Linked DNA regions of Mus musculus: regions 1 and 2 are each linked to region 3. The links are chromatin contacts, called in public HiChIP or PLAC-seq maps. All regions are on one chromosome and are shown on one strand. Each heading gives the region's core, a stretch centred on a gene start, on an enhancer-like site or on the middle of the called end of the contact. The rest is flanking DNA. Distances are from core to core; before and after follow the strand shown. Region 1 has its middle 14 kb from the start of Gm34952. Region 2 has its middle 15 kb from the start of Hmga2. Region 3 overlaps Msrb3 (methionine sulfoxide reductase B3).

Region 1 (4,043 bases), core at 1,318-3,817, 270 kb after region 3:
CAGAGATGATACAGCAGCAACAATGTATCTACCTGGGGAGAGTTCCAGTCAGACCTGAGGAGCCCGCATTCTGATTCCCTCTTCCCTCCACCTCCTTTCCTCTCTTCTCTTACTCTAGTGAACCAAAAGAAGCCAGGAATCTGAACGTTTCCAAATGCGATTTTTAAAATTGTTCCTCGAAGCTCTGGAGTGTACATTGCGCATGTACACTCCCAAGCACACATATTCTTATACTGCTGAACCATTGCTCAATGCTAGGCTGAGATTCAAAGCAGTGTTTTGTTTCTTTAGACCAGTGGTTCTCAACCTTCCTAACACAGTGACCCTTCAACCTCATATTGCGGTGACCCCTAACCATAAAATTACTTTCATTGCTACTTCACAACTGTAATGTTACTGCTGCTATGAATCCTAATTGTTTTTTTTTTTAATTTATTATATGTAAGTACACCTGAAGCTGTCTTCAGACACACCAGAAGAGGGCATCAGATCTCATTACAGATGGTTTTGAGCCACCATGTGGTTGCTGGGATTTGAACTCAGGACCTCTGAAAGAGCAGTCAGTGCTCTTAACCACTGAACCATCTCTCCAGTGCCGCCTCCCCCCCACCCCCATGTGTTTTCTGATGGTCTTAGGCTACCCCTGTGAGAGAGTTGTTGAGCCCCCCTGCCCTCCCCGAAAAGGTCACAACCCACAGGTTGAGAACCACTGCTTTATGGAGCAAGTGTCTATTTTGGTTCTTTTGCCTAATTGACTGGGCACTTTACGGCAAGAGTAAGTTTTGTAGAAATGCTTGTCCCAGTGGAAGAAGACTCAGCAAGGGACAAAAGAGACAGGGGATGAGGGAGGAACATCCCTTCTCCATTCACCTGGGCCGACTTGCATGCTTGCCGGGTGGGTGGCAGACCTGTTCTGTTCCGGCGAGTACAAAGCCTCAGCCTATGCTTGACTGCAAGAGTAAAGAAAACTTTACAGATGAGCGCTGACAGTGGTATCGCTCTGCTCCGTGGTGTGGTCCTAGCAGAGAGTGTGTCACATTTATGCCACACAGGCACTTGGCCTTAACTCAGGTACCCACTTTAACTGCCTTGCATATACTTAGTAAGTTAACCATGCCTCCTAAGAAATAGATTTTGAAATTATACACTTAAGGGTAATGTCATAAATAAGGAGTGGTGGTTTGAATACACTTGGCCCAGGGAGTGGCACTATTTGGAGGTGTGGCCTTGTTGGTGAGTGTGACCTTGTTGGAGGAAGTGTGTCGTGAGCTTTGAGAGCTTCCTCCTAGCTGCCTGAAGATGCCAGTCTTCTCCTGTTTACCTTTAGAACAAGATGCTGAATTCTCATCTCCTTCTACCTGGAAGCTACCATGCTCCTGCCTTGATGATAATGGATTGAACCTCTGAACCTGTAAGCCAGCCCCAATTAAATATGGGCCTAATAAATGAAAAAAATTCATTTATTTTTTACTAATAAAATTTATTTTTCTTTTTTCACTAATAAATGAAAAAGAAAGGTAATTTATCAGACAGACAGACAGACAGGTGTTCCCAGCCTTCTTTTTTGGCCATCCATCCATTGTATGGTAGATCTTACTTCCCAAGAGGGTTGCTGTAGGATCTCTCATGCCATATAACCTTTTTACGACTTGATGCTGACACTCCTCTGATGAAGAAGCAGGATTTCATGTTCCCACCTCAGAAGTGACAGGTCTTACATTCATGGCAGATGTGACACTGTGGCTTCAAAAGGCAGTTCCATTGAAGACTATCTAGTTTCTTCCTTATTCTCTGAGAACACTGCTCCTGAACCCCAGAGAGTCAAGAGGAGATCTCTGGGGCCACATGCAGAGAGCCCCGTGTAGGTTCCAACTGGCAGACCTGGTTGTGGTCCCTCCTATCAGCCCATAGCAATCACTGGTGGGTAACCTTTAAGAGGGTCCAGTCCCCAGAAGCCATCACCAGCATTTGAGTGAGCTATCCTTGCTGAGTTCTGCCCAAACTACCCATTTGCAAGAAAGAAGGAAAAGAGGTGATTGCATCAAATCACCAAGTTCTGTCTATTCTCTTATGTTCTGCCCTGTGACTTTAACCCTGATTCTCCTCTCTGAGACATTGCTGGTTATTCAAATATCGGCATAGAAACTACCTATCGAAAAATCACCTAAACCAGGAAAAAGCACAAGTTCCTTATAAAACAAGGACCAGGAAAGAAGAAGAAACAGCATTAAGGGCAATGGAGCCACTGTTAGAAGTGCAGCCTTGGCAGCTACAATGCACTGTCTACTTACGGCACTTGAGCTGGGACGGACTGAGAATTGCTTTCTTAATAGAAACAGCTGTCTCGAAAGGTCAGAAAAAGCGCCAGATGAAGGAAGGATTGAACAGACAGAAACTGGTGCTAGTGAAGTCTCCGATCCAGGGCGAGGTTTTCTTTGTACTGTAGATCACAAGAGGCTAAGTAGATTCAGTAATCCATTGCTATCACCAAAGCCCTCGTCTCATCTGCAATGCAAGATCACCCTCTTGTCCCTAGTTGGAAGGCTCTGATGTAACTTCCCTCAAAGAGCTGCTAGAAACTTCTTCCTCAAATTGAGCTAGAGAAAGCTCCCTGGAACTCTTCCCTTGTGATTCTGCTGAGAAGTGGCCTCTTCTACAGGAAATTTGCTCCTAAACTCAACATGAGGCAGGTAGGTGAACATGACCAAGAGTTTCCAGCCCTTCATTCTTCCGCCAACGTCTGTCCCGTCCTCAGTTGGAACTGATCACGGATTCTTCGGTTGAAAGTTGAGATGCTGGTCAACTTATATCTTAGAGACAAATGGATAAAAATTGGATTTTATTTTCAGAGCAAGATCCATAGCTTACTGGTAGAGAACACACCTAACATGTGCAAAGTCCTAAATTCAATCGTCATAACTCTCCAAATGCATTTTTCATGGCTACCGTGGTATTCCTGTAGACTAGATGCTCATGCTTGGAAGGGGAAATGGCCGTGAGAAAAGGAATTCAAGCTTATGTGGGGCTCACAGGCTCTCATTAAGTGGAGTAGTTAGAGGTGTGGCCTACATTGTGTAATTGCATTTTTCTCTTAAAAATTAGGTTATTTGTGCAGGGGGGTCACATAATTCTATTTGTTCGATTAAAGACAGACGTACCACCAGAGTAAGCCTGCCTCTTGAAGTTGAATGAGGAGCGCTCGCCGATGTCTTCACTGGGAAAGTGTTTGGAAGGTGGTCATTAGAATTCCTGAGGCAGTTCCCACATATCATCCTTTCTTCAAAACTCTCCCACAGAACGTGGCTGCTAGGTGAAGCCTCTTCTCATTCCTCTCTCTCCTCACGACAGATCTGAACACGTGTCCTTAAGTGCAAATCCCAGGTCTGATCAAACTGCCCGGACGGAGGTGATGATACACACACCATCAAGCTGAGCGCTCACGTCTGTGGCTCCAGCCAAAACTTCCATTTGGCAACTTGTTCCTATTGTTGAGTTACAGTTCGCAACAACTGGAGTATGCTGTAAAGTTGCAAGTATTTCAGCATTCCGAAAGCAGAGCAGGAGATGTCAGCAGATTCATCACCAAGAGCAACATGTTAGCAGCTTGTCTTTCCTCCCTGGAGATTACTGAGTCTTCCTTTCTTTCTCCTCTTCTCTGCTTTCAAAGACAGTATCTTGCTGTGAGGCCTCAAACTAGCGATCTGCCAACCTCCATCCTCCCAAGCTGTCCATTACAGACATGCACTCGCATATCCAGCTGGAAATCTTCCTTCATATGTGCTTTTTGTGTGTGTGTGTGCCCATGTCTACCACACTGTGCCTCTGCACCATGCCATGCTAAGGATTGTTGATTTGGGAGCCTGCAAGATGCCTCGGTGTGATAAAGACATCTGTTGCAAAGCCTGACATCTTTAGTTTGATTCCTGGGATCCATGGTGGAAGGAGATAACAGTTTCCCACAAAGTGTCCTCTGAACTCTATACCCGGGAGGTGGCGAGTACAAGCACACAAAATAAAGAAATGTATATAAAAATGGTTAAGAG
Region 2 (3,931 bases), core at 50-2,549, 320 kb after region 3:
GGATACTCCAGGCCTCTGGAAGAGCAGTAAGTGTTCTTAACCACTAACCCATTAATGAAATTTTACAATAGTATCCTTCAGAGTCTGACTCAGCATATTCTTTCCAAGAATCATACACGGTTGTAGCATGTTGTAGCGCATGCCAGTGCTTCGTGTCTTTTTCAGTGTTGAGTACTATCCCATATCGTGAATGGACAGATATTTTATTTTTCCAGTTACCGGATCGTGAACATTTTATGTTTGTGCTTTTTCCGTGTTTTAGCCAGTATGGTTGTGTGGATGTTTACATTTTGTTTATATACACATACATAAATGATATGTAATATGAATAGACATGCTGAGTGAAGAAACTCTAGTTGGTATGAGCATGACAAACATGGCTCTGGAAAGCCTTGCACTTCTTCTATTCCCTCTGCCTTGCTAAGAGCCATTAGATGACATTCCTAAAGCTAGCCACCAAGGGCTAGTCCCTTATTTGGCCACTTCCTCCCCCTGAGGCTGACCACCAAGGTCCAGTTATCAAAGCATTGAAGTCCAACCATCAAAAGCCCCCTTTTGGCCACTTTAATTATCGTGCCCAATTAAAATTAGTCAACTCATCCTAACATGTGATTTCCCCTTTCACCTTTATAAACCAACATTTGTCTATGGGTCATGGCTGTCTTCTCTCTATCCAGAGGCAGTCCTTTGTTATGTCCCACCCCCACCCTGGACTAATATACCATTACACTCCCCTTGCTCCCGTTCTCCCCTCTCCCTTGTTCCTTTCCCCATCTCTCTCTAACTCTTGCCTCTGTCTTTAATTCCCTGCTCTCTGTCCATTTGAGACAAATAAATCTTTATGCTGAGAACTGGACTTGGGGTTGTCTCGAGCTGACTCTGAGGTCCCTAAGGACGAGCCCTGTGGAAATTGTACTCTTAAGGTTCTCATGAGAGTTTGTTTCCTCAAGCAACTGTATCACATCTCAAGAAGCAACATGTCAATGCGCCAGTGGCCCTGTGCCCTCAGCAACACTTCCGCCGTATGCGTTTATGATCGGAGCGCAGCATCCTAGTGGGAGCGCAGCATCCTAGTGGGAGCGCAGCATCCTAGTGGGAGTGACATCACTTCCCTGTGCTCCGGAAGATGACTACCAGTACTGGAACCAATGGCCCTTCCCTCAAACAGCATTATAAGCAACCACAAAGCCCAGTGGCTTCGACCACTGGCACCCAGTCCTCACTCTGTAGGGCGAGGCATCCATTCTGATATTATTTCATGTGTCTTCATTGCAGGACTGAGACTGTTTCTGACGTGGTGGAGTGTCCACTCTCAGATGACAAGCAGGAACAGCCTGTGGCCTGGATCTGGCACATGACACTTCTGCTTTCCAACTGCTGTCCAAAAATTTCCTGTCACCAAACCCAACTTCAATACAGCCAGTATCGCAAAGCTTGGCTTCCAGAGTGAAAGAGCAAGAGAGTGTAATTTTACAGAGGAAGGGAGTGAATTATTGAAAACAACAGTCCAGTTTCCCTCCCCGCTCAGTTCTGTCTCAATGGCATCTTGCTTCCTATTTACTAACACGGTGAACTCATTATTGCACTCAAACTTCAGGGCATCTTAGATCTCAAACATTCCATCCCTTCCCCCAGTAGCATCTTCCTCAAGGTCTCCATTTGGGAGACTATATTAAAATCTGAAATTATTAGAAGCTGAAATGATTAAAAACGAGAGTGTTGGATTATACCAAAACTGTTCTTTTGTATCAAACATTGCTAGCCGCTACCCAGAATTTATCTGTTGACTTCTTTCTTTAAAAATCACTGAAGCACCTGTGGGACAAGCGTGAGACACAGGGTCCATACTCTCAAGGCCCCCAGAAAAGCTGAGTAGGCCTGGTGTCCACCTGTGACCCCAGCAAGCAGAAGTAGAGGCAGGGGTATTCCCAGAGCAAGCTGACTGGCTAAGCTCCACACCTCGAGAGACCCTCAGATAAAATGTGAAAGCCATTAAGGATGCTATCCAGCAGCAGTCTTAGGTTTCCACAGGCTTGTGCACATGAGTACCTGTACACACAAGTGTGCCCCAAGTATGTGAAGGAGCACATGTACATACACCCAGCTCACAGACATATATATACACATATATGTATATATATGCACATATACATACACACATATATGTGTGTGTGTATATATGTATACGTGTATACGTGTATATATGTATATGTGTATATATATGTATATATATATTCAAATGACAGATTCTCAATCAGGTGTGGTGGCACATGGCTCTAATCCCAATAAGGCTAAGGCAGGGGCATCATAAAATGTGAATTAGCCTGGGCTACAGAGAGAGTTGAAGATCTTTCTGACTTGCAGAGCAAGCAAGACCTTATCTCAATGAGCAAACAAATTCCAACTGAACTTATTCAGAGTAGTAAAACATTTTATATTTTATTTACTTTTTTATTTTATTTTTTATTTTTGCAGCCTCTCTCATCTGGAGCTGAGACTGACCTTGTGAAAATCTGCTGTGGATTTCTGGACCAGTCTGTTTTCCTTATTTTGCTCCTGTTTTGTCTAGCACGTGGCTGCTGAACTTGAGGTGGAGTGGCCATACTTTGAAGATGAGGTAACCATTCTAGGCGAGAGGAAGAGGCTGAGCACCCGCAGAGCGTGGAAAGAGAAAGGCAGGCAGAGACACCCGTGGACTGTAGTTTTGCTCCTGTTGTGAATTGTAACGTAAATATTTTTGGAGACAGAGGTTTGTTTGCCAAAGGGGTCACGAGCCACAGGTTGAGAACTGATTATTTAGTGGCCCGGACTGGTGGTCTCAGTTATCCAGGGTACCTTGACTGTGGCTGTCCTTGAGTTTGAGCAATAGAAGCATGACCTAAGAACTCTGACAAGAAAGGAGAGGAGATCAGGGTCCTTTTCTCACCTTGTCCCTTCTCTAGAGCCTCCTCTCGGACACTGGTCACAAATTTTTCCTAGCCTGGGCTTCTCCCAACATAGCCTGGGCTCACAGCCCAGCTCCTCCTCAAGGGTTCTGACTTCTGCATGACTTCTCCCTCTCCTTCTTCAGCCCTCCAGTGACAGTAACTCCTCAGTGCTACCCATGTGTAGGTAGCTCAACACCTCTTTTTGTTCCTATAAACTTGGGAGATCTCTATACTCAGGCTTGGCGGTTCGGTGCTTCATGAGGGCCATCTGCAGGGAATTGCTTCCAGCTGCCAGCTGCCTAACAGAAAAGCCAAACCTCTCTGCTGCATGGTTTCAGGTTTGCACTTCAGCAACTTTTCCTCAGAGCCCTCCCTTTGCTTCAAATTCCATTGCTCCATCTCTGTGTCTAGCTGTCCTTCAAGACCCTCTGGAGGGCCATTACCCACAAGTAGTCTACCATGTCCCCGTGTTCAACACATACCCGGCGGTTCCTCTTTCCTTCTGCTTTACCTTATAGTGATGTGTCTACATGTAACTCTGGGCCACTCGATCAGCGTTTTGAAGTTGGAACCCCCATCCAGGTCTGACATACTTTTATTTCCTTCTTTCTCCTTTTGTTCTTCTCCAACCTTTGGCCTACATCCAAAGCAAGGCTTGACAACAAGTGGGTACTCATTTGTTTGTTGTTATCAGTACTTCCTGTTTACAACTTAGACTTCCATCCTAGAGCTACAATCAGTTCCTGTGGTAATGGACCTTTTACAACAGATATGCAGATTTTTCTTTGGCAATAATTTGTGTTACACTCGACACAGGCAGTAGTCACCTATGATACACATAGTTGCCTCCTGGTGTCTGCAAAGAACTTTCTCTGGACCTTCCTGCAGATGCAAAATCTGCTAATGCCCAAGTCCCTTATAAAATGCTGTATAAGACCTATAAACACCTTCTACTATTCTTGAAGCATCTCTATATTGCTTATAATAATAATACCTGACATGAT
Region 3 (4,292 bases), core at 417-2,916:
GGCATATCCTCATCACTTGGAAACAGACCATCTCAGAAAGTGTCACTTGTAGCTAACTAGGTGGCACAAGTGTAACTCTGAAGGTTGGACATTTGCCCACTGACTCTGGCAGCTCTGCCTTTTTAATCCCCAGATAACGATGTATATTCATTCCCTGTCATATTTACCTAGAGGAAGCCTTTCCTAATCCCTCATTTTTCTCCTCCTCGGAGGTTATGTGTAAATACTACATAAAATGGGCAAATGGAAAGATGTCTGCTTTGTCTAAAGATACCCATTCATCTTACACAAGCTCATCAGCCAGGCTTTGAAAGGATGGTGAGAGGAGGCTGTTTGCTGGAAGGAAGAGAATGGATAAGACCAAAGACAAACTATGTTGCAAATCAAGCAAACTATGTTGCAAACTGCTAGTAAATCCCTTTAAAGCATGGATGAGGCTTTTCTGAGGCATCTGCTCTGTCCCACCTTATAGTGTTTGGTTCTTGGTGTCTCTTACCCTCCGCAGAGCCTGCTGATTGCTGGCAGGTATTGGGAAGCCAGCTTTACTCTAGCTTCGTTTTCTGACAGGCAATGTAGAGTGATTTCAATGCAGTTGAGAGAAGTTAGTTTTTCTTCCTTCCTTCCTTTCTATGTTTACAAAGGTGGAAAAAACAAACAAACAAACAAAACAAAACAAAACAACGTAATTCTTTCAGCCTCATTTGCTTCTGACAAATTCCTTTTTCTATTGAACACAAAGTTTTAAGTACAGTATGGTGAAGTTTACCTTACGTGTGCAAATAGCCTTAAATAAATAAATAAATGATAAAAGATAAAAAATAAAAAATAAAAAATAATTGAATGATTTTTCAGAGGCCAATAAGCATTTCCAAAGTTTAACCAAATTGGGAATTATAGAAATATAAATGGTATCAACTATTATATGCCCAAAAATTAGGGCTTCAAGAGTGTAGTTAGACCAAGTTCAAACATTAGTAATGGGAACAGAATTTTGATGTGTATGGATTCCCCCACCCCCGAAAAGGAACTTGATGATTGCTTAATACAGAAATTCTAATTTCAGAAACTTTATAGAGAAAATACTCGAGGTGAATGTGGAAGAGTGTTCATAAAATACTCACGATCATAGGAAGAAAGGAAAGGAAAGGAAAGGAAAGGAAAGGAAAGGAAAGGAAAGGAAAGGAAAAGGGGGAGGGGGAGAGGGGGAGGAGAGGGAAGAGAGCCTAAACATTCCAAATCTCCATAATAAGGGCAGGTCACTATATTTTCTCTATGTAGAATTTTTAAAAAGAAATATAGTAAAATTTTAACAGTAGTTATTTCAGTGAAGTAAGATTACAGGTGGCTTTATTATCTTTTTTAGAGCTTCTTGTAATATTCTAGTGTAGTGTGTAAAGCCACTCAATGCTTTTGTAAACAGGGAAAAGGAAATCATTATAGCTAACCTTTCTGTGTCCCCCATGTCCACCACTTCTGCTCCTGGCAGAAGATCTCCACCCAGTGACTTTCAGAATGTCCCAGTCATTCCATGGGGCACTGTCTCGAAAGACTGGAACTCATGATAGAAAGGAAAGAAATGTGATTTACACGGGCTTCTCACCAAGTGAGCAAGGAGGGGAACATACTGCTTTATGTGAATGTTGTGGGGGCAGAAAGAGGAAGTCACCAAGGCTGACACGTGGAAGCCTTAAAGAATAAAGAGACCAGCTGGAAACAGGAACTCAAACTTCACAAGTCAAAAGATGGTGGACTCCCGTCAGAGTTGCGTGGCTCTTCTCATGGTAGCTTTACTGAATATTAAAACTAACAGCTGAAACATGGTGTAGTTGAAAGGAAGAAAGAGCTGGCTCTTTCCGCAGAAAGAGAGCAGCTGACCAATGACAGTCCGTATTCTACAGAAACCACTGTTGGTTAAATGAAGCCACCACGGACATGCTTCTAGCTGAAGGCCTTCAATTTGTGACTTTTAAAATATAGTCTAGAGCTTACTGCATCTGTCTTCCAACTCTGCCCTTTGTTAAGTGGTGCGGCTACTCCTGGAACTGGTCAGGATGTGATATGCGGACATTCTCAAAGATGTGAATGGGTTGGTGGGTTTTTCAAAAGTTTGCTTGTAAGTCAATTGCTTTGAGCTTAGAATATATTTTGTTATTGAGCATTCTGCAGGCCCAGTTTCCCCCGGGGGTAGAACCTATAATGTACTTGATAGTATATAACTGTCTCAGTGGACAGTTTATCCAGACTGTCAGGTTGGGATGTCAAGCATCAATTTCCCACTTGTGGGAGGGAGAGGGTCCTTCACTCAGCTCCCATGATTGTTGGGAGTCTGGAGCAGTGTTTGAAATGATTGGTTTTGGATTCACACCATCTGTTCAGCAGCTGGGGATTGAAAGAGAATGTTGTGGAGTTGTGGAGACCGAGGTAGCCAAGGTTCTGGGAGAGTATCAACAGTACTATGTAAGTTGTGTATGAGAGATCATGAAAGGTTGGATTAGAAAGATAATTTGAGCTAAGTGCTAAAAGAAAATGGGAGCGTATCCCGGGGATCTACAAAAGGAGGGGAGGAGAGGATAATTGAAGACCTGAGGAGTGGCGTGTCTCCAGTGGCTTCCAGTGATGGCGAGCCTACTGCCGGCACCTGGGTTTATTTACACCAATGTTACCCCGTCTTCACTCTGCTTGCTAGAGCCTACTTCCTTCGAACAGTTTTTCTCAGTCCTATTCACATGTCAGAACAACTCAATGAACTTAAAAAGAAAAAATAGGTCCTTGGTCTCATTGATAACCAATTGTCTCAAAGAGTCTGGCGCTAGAGTTTAGGTATACAACACTCTCTAAAAGGCCCCCAAGTGACTCTAATGTGTATATAGAGGCTGACCGCCCCCGGAAGTGATCAGATGTAAGCAGACATACTGTTGTCTGCTTCATTCACTGTTTCTCTGCATCCAGCACAAGGACTGGCCCTCACTAGAAGTTCAGGGAACATTTGCTTGAACTCAAGAATGAATCAAAGAAGGAAGAAGGGCTGGATTTAATTAGTCTCTAACTCCATGGATTATAGTTCAGCAACAGGTCACATTTGTGGCAAGTCTCTTCTGGACTTGTCTCTGTTCAGACAACTGGTCTTCTGTATGATTCCTAAGAGCCCCCGTTGGCACTCCATGTCTCCTGGGGCCTTGTTTCTCTGTCCTTGTTGTCGAGAACCTGTCGAGAACGGAGATCCCAAGGCAGACTCATTTTCTAGAGCCCAGAATGTTGCTCCTGAATCCTGGGCAAAAAGCTAAGGGTTTTTTAAGCTCGATTGGCGTTTTGGTCTCTTTGATACGTCGTTTCCCAGATTCCCCCTTGATTGGGTAGTTTTCTTATACTTGAGATTCCCTTCGGTTGACCTGGTGCTCTTGAAGTAGTTGTAGCTGGTAAACGGGTAGGAAGGTTCAGTAAGCCCTTATTTTCTTCCCAGTGCTAGGGGTCAAGTCTGTGACCTGGTACATGTTAGGCTGACTGCCATTTCTGGCCAATATGGCTCCTGATGGAATTCACATAATTTTTTATCTCCTTTATCATTGTTTGCCACTTTCGTTGTTTTGAAATGTGTGCATTAATAGTCCTTAGAGTAAGTGAGGATTACCAGGGCTCATGTGTGTGTGTGTGTGTGTGTGTGTGTGTGTGTGTGTGTGTGTGTGTGAGTGTCTTGTGTTTCTAGTAATTTTTGTTCTATACAGTTCACAACTCTGTCATATATAAAAGTGCACCAGAGGTTGTGTGCTTTTGAATTAAAATATCCCCCTTTATGGAAGTTGATGCTTCTAGAATTGATTTTACTTGTTTATTTCTTTATGTGTTTATTTATTTACTTTAGTTAGCAGGCTTTCTCTCCCCACCCCCACTTCCCTTGTGCAGTATCTACCAGCTGTAGCTTTGTTATGTTTACATATTAATCCCCTTCGTCAATTGAATTCATGTAAGAGTCTTAAAAAGAACATCGTTCGGTTTTTCTTCATTATTGTTTTTCACCCAGCACAAGGAGATTGTATGTAGACAAATAAGAAGTTTTCTATTAATTTAAATATTCTGCCTTTTTTATGGAGAAAGAGCCTTTGAAGATATTTGCTGCCTTTCCTTCTGACATGTTTGCATCTCTTGCTTTTTGTATATATGTATGCCTTTGCCTGTTTATAAGAGATGTGAACGTACCACATAGGACAGGAATTGTAAAACGGTGAAAACTGTCTCACAATTCCATCAGCCTCCTTATTTCATTTCTCTACTGGTGCGTATTCATATTCATACTG

What was found. HiChIP or PLAC-seq counts read pairs in DNA pulled down with a chosen protein or histone mark.
Region 1: an H3K4me3 HiChIP or PLAC-seq map of bone marrow-derived macrophages shows a contact between it and region 3, with 4 times the contacts expected there. The contact joins two enhancer-like sites. A contact is called at or near these places in 4 of 115 datasets of contacts at active chromatin or transcription factors (bone marrow-derived macrophages, craniofacial prominence, embryonic stem cells and 1 more).
Region 2: a contact with region 3 is called in an H3K4me3 HiChIP or PLAC-seq map of bone marrow-derived macrophages, with 6 times the contacts expected there. The contact joins two enhancer-like sites. A contact is called at or near these places in 1 of 15 datasets of contacts at CTCF or cohesin (the NIH/3T3 cell line), 2 of 484 Hi-C or Micro-C datasets (embryonic stem cells and nephron progenitors) and 1 of 115 datasets of contacts at active chromatin or transcription factors (bone marrow-derived macrophages).

The regions. Positions count from the first base shown.
Region 1 is chr10:120,540,330-120,544,372 of GRCm38.p6, reverse strand. No RefSeq gene overlaps it. Among named protein-coding and RNA genes, the nearest start is that of Gm34952, 14 kb to the right of the region's middle. Within about 2 kb of position 2,567, at least 1 of the 459 cell types and tissues checked has an H3K27ac peak or open chromatin away from gene starts, as enhancers often do. A contact at or near this core is called in bone marrow-derived macrophages, where this site is marked.
Region 2 is chr10:120,489,084-120,493,014 of GRCm38.p6, reverse strand. No RefSeq gene overlaps it. Among named protein-coding and RNA genes, the nearest start is that of Hmga2, 15 kb to the right of the region's middle. Within about 2 kb of position 1,299, at least 5 of the 459 cell types and tissues checked have an H3K27ac peak or open chromatin away from gene starts, as enhancers often do. A contact at or near this core is called in bone marrow-derived macrophages, where this site is marked.
Region 3 is chr10:120,812,850-120,817,141 of GRCm38.p6, reverse strand. The region is part of intron 5 of Msrb3 (methionine sulfoxide reductase B3); the gene reads left to right. Among named protein-coding and RNA genes, the nearest start is that of Gm15910, 43 kb to the left of the region's middle. Within about 2 kb of position 1,666, at least 41 of the 459 cell types and tissues checked have an H3K27ac peak or open chromatin away from gene starts, as enhancers often do. A contact at or near this core is called in bone marrow-derived macrophages, where this site is marked.